2 separate regions of the Rattus norvegicus genome follow, and region 1 is linked to region 2. The links are chromatin contacts, called in public Hi-C maps. All regions are on one chromosome and are shown on one strand. Each heading gives the region's core, a stretch centred on a gene start, on an enhancer-like site or on the middle of the called end of the contact. The rest is flanking DNA. Distances are from core to core; before and after follow the strand shown. Region 1 overlaps Emcn (endomucin). Region 2 has its middle 110 kb from the start of Emcn.

What was found. Hi-C and Micro-C count contacts between places; a contact is called where the count stands out from the background.
Region 1: a Hi-C map of frontal cortex shows a contact between it and region 2, with 2.1 times the contacts expected there. The contact joins two enhancer-like sites.

The regions. Positions count from the first base shown.
Region 1 is chr2:228,626,751-228,632,611 of GRCr8, forward strand. Emcn (endomucin) reads left to right here. Exons shown (of 12, transcript NM_001004228.1): 6 at 3,595-3,687; 7 at 3,924-3,977; 8 at 5,163-5,258. Among named protein-coding and RNA genes, the nearest start is that of Emcn, 65 kb to the left of the region's middle. Within about 2 kb of position 2,556, at least 32 of the 93 cell types and tissues checked have an H3K27ac peak or open chromatin away from gene starts, as enhancers often do.
Region 2 is chr2:228,449,440-228,455,729 of GRCr8, forward strand. No RefSeq gene overlaps it. Among named protein-coding and RNA genes, the nearest start is that of Emcn, 110 kb to the right of the region's middle. Within about 2 kb of position 4,287, at least 15 of the 93 cell types and tissues checked have an H3K27ac peak or open chromatin away from gene starts, as enhancers often do.

The DNA of each region.
Region 1 (5,861 bases), core at 1,306-3,805, 180 kb after region 2:
GGGGTAAAACTTTCCCATTCCTGTATAAATTGTCCCAGTTTACAAAGGTAAGCTCTGAGGAGAATAGAAATCTATCTAAACCAAGTAAAGGCAGAAAAACTCCCCTCTGATGTTCTACTGGTAACATAGACATCTCCAGAAAATGCACAAAAGAGCTGTGAAAAAGCAAAGCATCATCTGACAAGAATCTACATTCTTAAAGCTGGAAGAAAGTTCTAGGATTCCTACCATTGTACTCTCCTCTGTCAACAGAGCTACACCAATTGCAAGCATAGTACATAGTAGCCCTCATCTGAACTATGTTGTTCTGGCTGCTTTTCTAATCCACCATTTCGTTTCTGATAAGGAGAGCCCAGCATAGACTTCATTCCTTCCTTGGGTGTCAGGATGTTCAACATCAGGATGCCAGTGTCAGCATCAGCACCTGTACTTGTTATCTAATACCAAGTGGAAAACACCAAAACATACAGGCAACATTAAATGGACTCAATGGGCTGTATTTATATATTTATGCGCTTGTATAAAAATAATAATAAATACATGAATGTAGTGGGGGGCTGGAGAAGCCACTAGCAGAAAGGTAAGTTGGGGGAAGGCAGAAGAGGAGAGCTGGGCAAAAGCCTCCTTGATTGGCATTCATGCTTAGGAAGTTATTAAAGGGTCATCAGGGAATCCTCCAGCCCAAAAGAATCTTGGAAGGTATCTAAGGCTCTCGGTATTGTCACCTTGGCCAGACTTTCATCCAGCCTGGGGAATCACAGCCACCTACATTTCTATAACTTCAGGCCTTTGAATACAATTCTCAGGTCAAACTCAGATTTCTTCAGCTATCATTGAAGTCTTCTATTAGTGAAGGTTCAAACGACTTATGAAGTTTACAGGAAAAACGTGTACATCGTGCTGCATGCCTTTGATCCCAGCACTCTAGAGGAAGGGGCAGTTTTGAGCCATCTCCTTTACTTAACGAGTCCAGGATAGCCAGAGATGTATAATGAAACCTTGTCCTCAAAACCAGAACGTGGCCTCTCTCAGCACGTATGGGAAAAACACGAACACATTTCAGTGCAAGAGATTTGGCTCTAAGAGAACTTGCTTCACATAGTTTGATGTGAATTTTGACCTGAAGTCATTTAAGTTGTGATGGAGTGCCTCTGTAGATCACTAACCAACAGAATCACGAAACTCAGGACCCAGTGCAAACACGTGATCTAAGAAGGGCATGAGTTCTAATTTCTCCCACTCCTGACTTCTCCAGGCATTTTTTTTTAAAGGCACCTGAAACAGAGATGTTTGAAAAGTCAATTTCACATGGCTATACTCTGAATTTTTTTAGGAAATCAGACAAACTGCCTTTGGTTGAAAAGTTTACCTTCCTAAAAGACATAATCATACATTATAACAATATCATATAGCCTATATTACATAATGTTATATAATTTAAAATAACTATGCTAGGATCATTTATTCTCCTAGTCGATTTAATCTTTATGGCAACAATATAATGTTAAACTATTCTAGCCCCATTTACATGTAAGAAAATCAGACAAAAGGAGGTTAAATCGCTTGTCAAGTCTCCACAGGAAGTAAGCTTTGCAGTTAGAGTTTGACTCTGGCTTTCAGAACCATGTTCTTACCTACCGCATTAGTCTTCATCTGGACCTTCCCTGACCATGGTATTTTGGTAGAAATTTGCAGTGGCACATTTTTCACACAATAAATGAAGCTCAAGATCATCAGATCACACTATGAATCCCTCTGTTATAGTCACAGATGTGTGTGTGTGTGTGTGTGTGTGTGTGTGTGTGTGTGTGTGTGTGTGTGTGGTGTTGAATTCAGAAAAGATATTATTTTGGTTTTTTTAAAGATTTATTTATTGTATATAAGTGCACTGTAGCTGTCTTCAGACACACCAGAACAGGGCATCAGAACCCATTACAGATGGTTGTGAGCCAATATGTGGTTGCTGGGATTTGAACTCAGGACCTCTGGAAGAGCAGTCAGAGCTCCTAATCACTGAGCCATCATTCCAGTCAGAAAAGATTTCTTAAGAATTCCAGTTACAGGAAAAACAAAAATAGAAACTTGGAAGTTTCTACTTCACCCGCCCTGACCATTCACTTAAGAATGTTATCAAAGCAATCTTTTGACTCACAGTGGTAACCACTGACCCTGGACAATCAAATCAGCTTTTCTACAGAAAGCTTGGGGTGGCGTAGCTTGAATCAGAAAGAGTCCTCAGTCCACCCTTGGCCTGAAAATAAGGAGGTAATGAGGGAGTATAGGGAGTCTTGAAAACTAGCTGTTCTAAATTGAACAAGCACTGGTTATTCAGCAAGCCATCTTGTCCTGTACCTAAACACCCAAAAGACTATTCACCCCCACACAGCCCTTGACACAGGAAAACAAAACTAACAGTACAGAGCTCTCGGCTAGCTCCTGCACTTTTGCTTAATATTTTTTTTCCTTTTTTCGTTTTCCCCCCTGCTTTGTGCACTAGCCTGACATTTCTCTTTGTTCCTATGGGCATGTATCCAGCTCCTTCCCACATATCTCTTGCCTGGCAAGCAGAGTGTCGACTCCCAACATGATTCTGCCCCCACAGAGCATGCAGCGTGTGCTATGCTGTGGGTGGCAGAGGAGAAAGGAGCCATGGCGCAGCCCTAGAAATATTAATCTCTCTGGTGCCATTATGCAGGGTCTCAACACCTCTACGGGATCCTCAGCAAAATGGATTTGTCGGTGCAGGGAAGCAGTCAGTCTTGTTTAGTGCCCACTGGCTAAGGCAGGAATTGGTGGGAGGGATGTTGAGGCCTTTTGCACTCTGGGAGCTTTGTGGAAGGATGAGCCAGCAGCCATGATACAAAGACAGTGAAATGCAGTGCTTTATGTCACATATATTAATCTATGTTGTCTTATATTTAAAATTTTAATAATTTTTATTATTAATAATAATCTGCTTAGTCCTCTGATTAAATAAGGAAAGAACATTTTCCTTAAAGGAAGAAAAGATCATGATCAATGATACAATCTACCAGTCATTATTCAATGGAAGATGCTCATACAGTTGTAGCAACTTATGGAGGGAAATCAAGGAGTCTCTACCATTTCTCCTGGACTTCTTATCAAAGGCTACGTAGTGATCTTTTATCTTCGACCATTGGAAAATAACATAAAATCAGAAGCTTTCTACATTTATATCTATGTTAAGCATGTGTGATAGACAAAATAGCATTTACCAAGGTCAAAAATATCTGACGTGTGGTTAGTGTTTATCGTAGATTGACATCTCACAAGAACCTCATGCTTTTGGTTCTGTGAAATGGGGACCAGAATATGAGACTTGCTCACATTTTCTTAGGCAGTTCTCCGGATGACGTAATGTCGATATCCAGTTCACGTGGTGCCAAAGTCTGCTATCTTTCCAGAAGAAATACGTGATGTCAAGTTCAGCATTACCATTTCATGCATCTCTCTTATACAGAAATAAAGTGTTTTCCCAGATCTTTCAAAATGCAGACTGTTTAAATCTTCAAAGAAACCCAATACTGAAGTCTCGGTGCCTAAACTGAGCCTGGGTTTGTGATTTTCCTACAGGTACCAATCAACTGCCAGATGACCAAAAACCAAAGACGACCGAGACGCCCTCTGCATCGCTAACAACTGCAAAAACCATCTCACAGATTCAGGGTATGATTTTTGTGTATCTAGATGGAAACTTCTTCTACTTCACTCTTCTTTATGGAATAAATACTATCCATCTTCATTTTTGAGACACACTCTTGCAGGGTGAGAGAAAATTTTGCATTTGCGACATCATAACGATAAATCATGAATATATCCTTAAATGGGAGCAGAGGGAGGGTTATGTGGATTATCATATTTATCAAAGGTGACTTTAGCTATGTTCTTTCTCAAAATAACAGATACTGAGGATGGGAAGATCACAGCCACTACATCAACCACCCCCTCCTATTCCAGTGAGTAGCATATGTATTTCCATTCCTGGAAACAGACACACAGAATATGTGAGTGAGAACAATGAAGGAATGGGGCTGTGGATAGCCTGTTCCCAACTTTACTCAACATGTGACTCCATTGTCATCCTCACTACAGCCTGCTTAAAAATTCCTCATAAGCCTGATCTTAGTTACCACACTGTGGCCATTTTCTTTTTTTTTTTTTAAATTTCTCTTTCTGTTTCTTTTCCACTTTTGTCCTGTGGTAAGCAATCACCAGAAGAGGCAACTAAAAGCTTAATGGGAGTGTATTCAACTAAGGCAAAATCTCCACGCTAATAACTTTTATGCAAATCATCATGCCGTACGCCTTCCTTTGTCAATTAAATATTCCTACAGCAACCAATAATAAAAACAATGCTTTTTTTAACCTTGATGAAATTTTATCATATCGGTTGCAGTTAATTTCGTTTTAACATAAACATGTCTAAGAATATAACACCTCACAGATGTGCTAAGTCTGAGTAAAGAATACTCAAGATACTCAATAGTTATAGTAAGTAACAGTAAGGTGAACGTGTGGGAAGCTGGAGGTACAAATGAGTATCTTTGGTGTCGGTAAAAAGCATTTCATTAATTAAGGAATCACAAAAAGAACTGACCCACTGATAAATGCCACTTTCTTTCTGAAGAGCTAATAATGTCACACCTATTTCAAGCTATGTTTTAGACTTTCTAAAAAGCTATTTCATCCATCTGTTTATGCTCCTTTGCACATTTTCTATCTTCAAGGCAACACGATGAAAAGATATTTGCAAGTCTCAGCCTTTGAATTAGAACCACCCAGTAAGCTGTATTTTTTCAAGTAACTTTATTACAATAAAATACAAAAATATATATAGATATAATAAAGAGAACTGTTTCCTCTAGTCTTTCTCCTTACTCCCCCAGCCACCCGGAAGATGGGAAGCCATCTCTCTGAGGTTTGGTAGTCTGTTGAAGAAAGGCTACAAGGGTGACATCAAGTGGATATGTCAGAAATGACAAGCAGAGCAAACCCATAAATCATATTAATTATTGCCTGAAATATACTAGTGGTTTGATAAAATGTTGTTTAAAGAAGAAAGCACACATGTTCTGTCCGGTGTGGTCTATCTGTATGGAATCAGCACCACTGGAGCTGACGATGTTCCCAATACTTTTCAGGTGTTATTTTGCCCGTGGTTATCGCGCTGATTGTTATAACAGTCTTGGTGTTTACTCTGGTGGGCTTGTATCGAATATGCTGGAAAAGAGACCCAGGTAAGCACTGGCCTTTTTGTTTCATTTCATTTTGTTTTCCCAAAGGGAGGATGAACGGTTGCTTAGGGAAACCTTGAACTTCATCTGTCAGAAGGAGAAGAGTTATAGCAACGACAGATATCATGCCACGCAATCGCAAAGGACAGGGGGAGCAGGTGGCGAAATTCTCCCCGTGCTGCTGGACGGAACAATGATTAAGATTTGTTGGTAGAGCAAATATAGACAAGCAATTCATACTGATGAAACAGCTTCAATTGTGAAGATAGTCATAGGTGTGTGTGTGTGTGTGTGTGTGTGTGTGTGTGTGTGTGTGTGTATGTATGCTCCAAAGACCGTGTGCAATAACATGCATAGTCAGAGTGAGCAAAGGTATGTGGAAATTTAGTTTAGAAGCCCATAATCTCTGGGACCCCCTTTCTCTCCTTAAGAGGCTCAATGTCTTTCCAACATAGGTACTTTCCATGATAGTATTATGCAGTTTATCCTTCCTTTAAATAAACTTTCCATTTTAGAGTAGATTAAATTACTATTTTAAAGTAGGTAAGTTATAAAGTTAAGACATTTCCTCATATTCCTTATCTAGAGTTCATCATTATCATCATC
Region 2 (6,290 bases), core at 3,037-5,536:
AAAACTAGCCCCCACCAAAAATAAACATGAAAAATGTTCCTTGAAGTTTTAAAAATATATTTACAGTTTAATGCTGGACCACACTCATAGGCATCCTTGACCACTTGCAGACATAGGCAGTGGGAAGAGCACAAACTATTTCTTTAAAAAAAACCACCAAAATTCTTACTCATATTTCAGAGACTGATTTAATGCAGCGTCTTTTTACACTGACCTTCTTGGTCTCCTGATTCAATTACTGTTTTACTGTGTTCTGTCACCATAACACCTTGTGTCTGTCATTTTATTAAGATTTATTATTGTCAGTTCTCATTATTCACCATGGTTTGTCCTAATCACTGAATTATCACTCTCTGAAGCATTGCTCCAAGCAGAAAGTGGCTACCTTGCTAATCAAAGCTGGGGTTGGAATGCTGACTCAATTTAGTTGGCAACAGTTGATGCTCTTTGCACTGTTTTTCCCCTACTGTCTCCCCTATCTGGTCCTTTCTGCCTGAGAGCTCAAACCAGACAGAGTGACCTCTGAGAACTTGTCCATCTGATGATTCCAATTATCCACAGCCCCTGCATCTGTCTGTCATTGACTGGTTTGGAACTTATAAATATTTTTCTTTTTTTTAAAGTGATATTCTTATTCTTTGCACAAGTCATTGGTCTCCTCCTCTTCATCATCATCCTCCTTCCTATCCTACTCATCCTGCCCCCCTGTCTCCAAGAAGATGTGACCACCCACACCCACCCACTGCCAGGCCTACCCACTCTTTGGGGCCTCAAGTTTCTCAAGGGTTTGTTGCACTTCTCCCACTGAGGCCAGACCAGGCAGTCCCCTGCTCTTTGTACATGTGTCAGGGGCCTCCGGACAGCTGGTGTATGCTGCCTGGTTGGTGGTTCAGTGTCTGTGAGATCTCAGGGATCCAGGTTAGTTGTGATAGCTGATCTTCCTATGGGATCACCCTCCTCCTCAGATTCTTCCAGCCTTTCCCTAATTCAACCACAGGGGTCCCTGACTTTAGTCCAATGGTTGGGTGTAAGTATCTGTGTCTGTCTCAGTCATCTGCTTGTTGGGCCTTTCAGAGGGCAGCCATGCTAGGCTTCTGTATAAAAGTACACCATGGCATCAATAATAGTGTCAGGCCTTAGAGCCTCCCCTTGAAATGAATCCCAAGCTAGGCCTGTAGCTGGACTTCCTTTCACTCAGTCTCTTCTCCATTCTGTCCTTGTAATTCTTTTAGACAAGAACAATTCTGGGTCAGAGATTTTGACTATGGGATGACAACCCCATCCCTACAATTGATGTCATGTCTTTCTACTGGAGGTGGATTCTACAAGTTCCCTCTCCCTACTGTAGGGCATTTCCTCTAAGGTCCCTCCCTTTGAGTCCTGAGAGTCTCTCACCTCTCAGGTTTCTGATACGTTCTAGAGGAATAAATATTTTTCACTAAGTAGATGAATCCATAAAAACAAAATGAAGAGTAACTGTGTATATAATTATTTAATATCTCCCTTACTCATCTCTAATTTTCAGGAAGATGGGTGCTGCATTTATTGTGTTTACTGTCATTCCACTCATGTCTAGTTAGTAGATCTGGCTCAAGTCAGGTATTATGATAGACTGAATAAAAAACTGAATGAATACCTCTTCGGGAAGTATTTTTAGAGCTAGTACAAGTAAATCCTTATATTGGGTCTTCCTAATTTTAGTGGATAATGGATGAACATAACCTTGGTTAACATTCGAATTTTTCGCCAGCTTTCCTACTCTGTGGTGATCCTTGTGTAACTATAAATACAAAAACCAAGTTAGGGAATTCAACTTTGCCAATCTTTCCTCTAAGAACTTAGCCTTGTTGCTGTTATACCTGATATAGCCTTTCTCCCCCATGATTCGTGATCTAGCTTCCTACCCATAGTAGTCAAAGTTCTCAACACTTAAAAACAGAAACTGACTCAGATTAACTTAAACAGAAGAAAAGGATATTTTAGGAGGTGTCAGGTTACAGAAGCTATGAGAAGATGGAGAAGGAAATTTGTACCATAGTCCGAAGACCTGAGGCCCAAGTAAAAACACTCTTGTGGGGATCCTGCTTGAGATACCACTGATAGAGGCATGGCCTGCATCATGTGCCAATCTCCTCCCAGGGTTCTCTTGAGTTCTCACTCCATCACAGTGGTCTGAGTGAATTCATGTGCCTTGCTATTTGAGAGTGATATGCCCAAGCTTTTGTTTGCCAAAACAAGGAAATACCCAGTTCTAGACAATAGAATAAGTAAGTGTCAAATCACCAGTGTTTCTGGACCCCTGAATGTTTGTGTTTCTCCAAAATTCATATACCAAAGCCTATATTTGTCAATGTGATTCAAAGATGAGGCCATGGGTTAAGTCACAAGAGTGAGAACTTTCCTGATGGGATTAGGACATTTCTAACACAGGCCTTGCCACTTTCATGTGAAAGTGTGACTGGAAAGGCACTATCGTGTCCGAACTGGAAAGATCACTCAGTGGGCTTCAGATCTACCAAGGCCCTGGTACTGACCTTCTCATCCTACAAATTTTTGTTGTTTGTTTATAAGAAACTTAATTTAATGTGTTGTGTTAATCCAGTCTACATGTACTAAGAAACCTAAAATTTATAATAGTTTAAAAGAAAGATTTTCTAGAATGCATCAAGTTTATAGCAGACATCTTAACTTGGCATGTCTTTTCTTTTCTTCTTCCCTTCATGGAAGCTGGAGTTTGGTCCTTTGGTTCATATAACACTTATCAAAGATCTGGTCCTGGTCTAAGGTATCAGGTAGAAGAAATCTGGATTACCCTAAAAAGATCAATGTTTCAACCTTCCATTCCATCCTTGAAGAAGTGAAGTCTATAGACAAACCAAGGGACCCAGAAAGGAAGAGCTGTCTACCTGCCTGAGGCCCTTCGGGCTCTCCTAATACTGCCAGAGAGCTGAAACCATCCTTAGTTTGATCACCAATCTTTACGTTGAGTGTTCTTTCATGACTTTTGAAAAGCCTTTTTTTCCCCAAAAGAATAGAACATAAAAACAACTAGCACAATTATTAATTATAATTTATATTTAAAGAGGGTAATTAAATTAAAAGGAAAAGGTCTTTCATTATCTGAATATTTTAAGCAAATGTCCTTTGATAGCACCTAGCTTTAATTTTTACTGTATGTCCATCTTTCTCAGGACTGTGAATTCCATAGCAACCCTGGCAGCCTGAACTATCCACAATCATTTACCAACATCAGGCACAGTGCCCGACACAAATAAGCTCAATCCTATGCAGCTAGATATTTGCATATATACCGTGTGTGTGTGTGTGTGTGTGTGTGTGTGTGTGTGTGTGTGTCTGTGTAAATTCCAGTTCAGATGACTGCATAATATACAATAAGTACTTAACAATATTAGTTGTAAGGTAGTAGGAATATGAATCTAACTACATAATAAAGCAACTGAGAAGAAACTTATCTCATTCTCTAAAGGCTGGAAGAAAGGTAACAGGCTCTTTGTGGGTGTGAACTTCTTCACAGGCCTTGCGTCAATGAGGCAAACACCATGTGCCATACTCTCTGTAGAATTAATCATTCCTCAAGAATCTCTTGGGCAGGTTCATCTCACAATGATCCTAGGACATGTTCCTCTTGGACCTGAATTATTAGTTTGATTGCATTTGATGGCTGAGGTAGACAGATGACTGTCACCTACTGTAAGAAATGAAGTAATAAGGAATAGATCTATTTGTATGGGTTTAGATGTGTGGGGGCAACCAGTACATTCAGGGAAGAGCTCCTTGTCATCTGTTCTGGAATTTTATATTTCCATCTTGTTTGCTGTTTATTTGCAGGAGAGAGTAATTCATTTTGTCCCCTCCCAAAGGTGAGAGAATTTTTTTTTTCACAAAACAACCTGCAAAATGTCTCCTCCCACCCCCTTTATTGAGAAAGAAACTGTTCTGGGTTGTTAGCCTACCTGGCTTTACAGTGTCTTTTACAGTATCTTTCTGAGCCTTTTTTCTTCTTTTTTTGTACACTGCAGACTCTTGGCTACTGGGTACTGTTGGAACCTTAAATTGCTCATGTGGGAGTTGAACAATTTCTACTTTAACCTTATGTTACTGTAGCATTTTGCATAATATATATAATTTTTAGTGAAAGCTTTTCATAAAACTGAACACTCTACAGGTATTCCGCCTACATGGACATCTAATTTCATACCCCTGATGGATTTCCCTACAATGTTGCTAGGAGACAGAGACACTGCCTAACAAAGGATGCTGAGTGTATCAACCATGCAGATATCTGCTCTCCTAAATCCATTTGCTTATAGCATATGGAGCTTAAAGTATGCTGCCTATGACAATGAAGGCAACAGCTTAGCATCCTGAAACAGAGGAATTGAGACCTGAAGCAGCATCTGTGTCTCACTTTTCTCCCGGTTTCATGAGCCCAGAGGTGGGACAGACCTGCTCTACTCCGTTTTAGAACCAAAGGTAAACAAAAAAGAAGGAAGATTCTAGATAAGACTCACAGATTTCTGGGGAGTATAGCTCACTTTCATCTTCAGAAATCTCAGTTGATTGGCCGTCTAATTGGTAAAGATCAAATCACTGATTTTGATATTTTAAAAACTATAGATGTTTTTGCTAGTGTGCCTTGTTTACTGTAAAATGAAACTAGAGAGGGTCAGCATGAGACAGTGTAGAATTTTGTCAATTGAATACAGACAATTGATAATCAACCCCCATGGCCATTGCTGTAGAATGTATTTGTACCTTCGCAGCCTGCAAACATGTAGGTTGAAGCTCATACATTAAATATGCTGGTGCCTAGAAATAAGGTCTTTGAGAGTGGAAACAATTCAGATTAAATCACAAAGACGGAGTCCTAATGTTGCTAGCAATGTATCTACCAGAAGAGTCTAAAGATATCTGTTTTCCCCACAACATACACTCCACATGCATGTGACGCCACAGCAAGAGTACACTGTCTAGAAGCAAGAATGGATCCTTACTGCACTATCACCAGATAGTTCTGGATTGTTTGTGTTTGCCAGCGTTTGAAACTAGGACACTCATATGGTTGTTCACTCACCCCCTGGTCTCTTATCCACTGGGACATCCGAAGCTAAGACAACTTAGTGTGATCCTTTGACACTGAAGGAGGCTTCACATGCTCCAGATACTTGATCTCCAAACAGTAGGTAACTCCTGGGATCTGTCCGTCAAAACATAACCCAACTCTTGTCCTCTATAGAAACTGCTGTTTTCAGGTTAAACCCTTCATTGCCTGTCTCCTTCCCCTTGTTCTTTCTTCTTGGCACTGTTTGGCAGTCCCCTCTTTCTGGAACATACTTCATTCCCAGTCTGTCCCTTTGTTATTGGACATTCCTTGTTCGCATGACTGAGGTTTATTAACAATTCACTCCTTGATGCTCTTAACCCCTCACTGCTTTCTACCCACCATTCCAAGTAGCTCTCACAATTTGAGCTTTTGGGTTTTTATCTCTCTCTATCCTTCTCATATTCCTCAACCCTGAGGTAATCACTTACTTCCAAGCTGAGCTACCTCTGGTGACTTCTACATCCAGGTACTCAGCATTTCTCCAGGCCTGTTTATACTTTCCTTAAGACATAGACTCTTGAAGGTTCTGTTGTCTGTTCAGCTTCCACTCAAATAAAATACACGAGCAGCCCAGGGATTTAGTTTTGGCAGTCATAAACACTTAAGGTTATGCATTTTTCACATAAAAATTGGGACCTTTTGAGCCTTCATTTTCTTGCTTATAAAATTAAATTTTTAGTTCCTGCCTTTTAGTATCATATGAAGAATTGAATATCTGCATATGAATATATAGAAAACACTACTCAGCTCTTAGTCTGAAACTATGCCACCATGACTATATAATTGTCAGAATAAATCATCTCCCCACCTTAGTTTTAAGATAACACTGCTTTAATTTTTCTTAAGTAATTAGACAATATTTTAGAATCCCTTTTTTTCTGCTCTACCAATATGTCAAATTGGAAGTCAAATCTCCTTCCTTATAAGATTTGTTAGGGGCTGGGGATTTAGCTCAGTGGTAGAGCGCTTACCTAGGAAGCGCAAGGCCCTGGGTTCGGTCCCCAGCTCCGAAAAAAAAGAACCAAAAAAAAAAAAAGCATAAAAGATTTGTTGGATCCTCAGCCAGGCTCTCATTTCAGCATCCTGGCCGGGGATTGAACTCACCTAACTAAGCTGCTTCTCTGCTCCTGGTGACTGACTCTGAGCGCTCGCCCTGGTTAGTTCA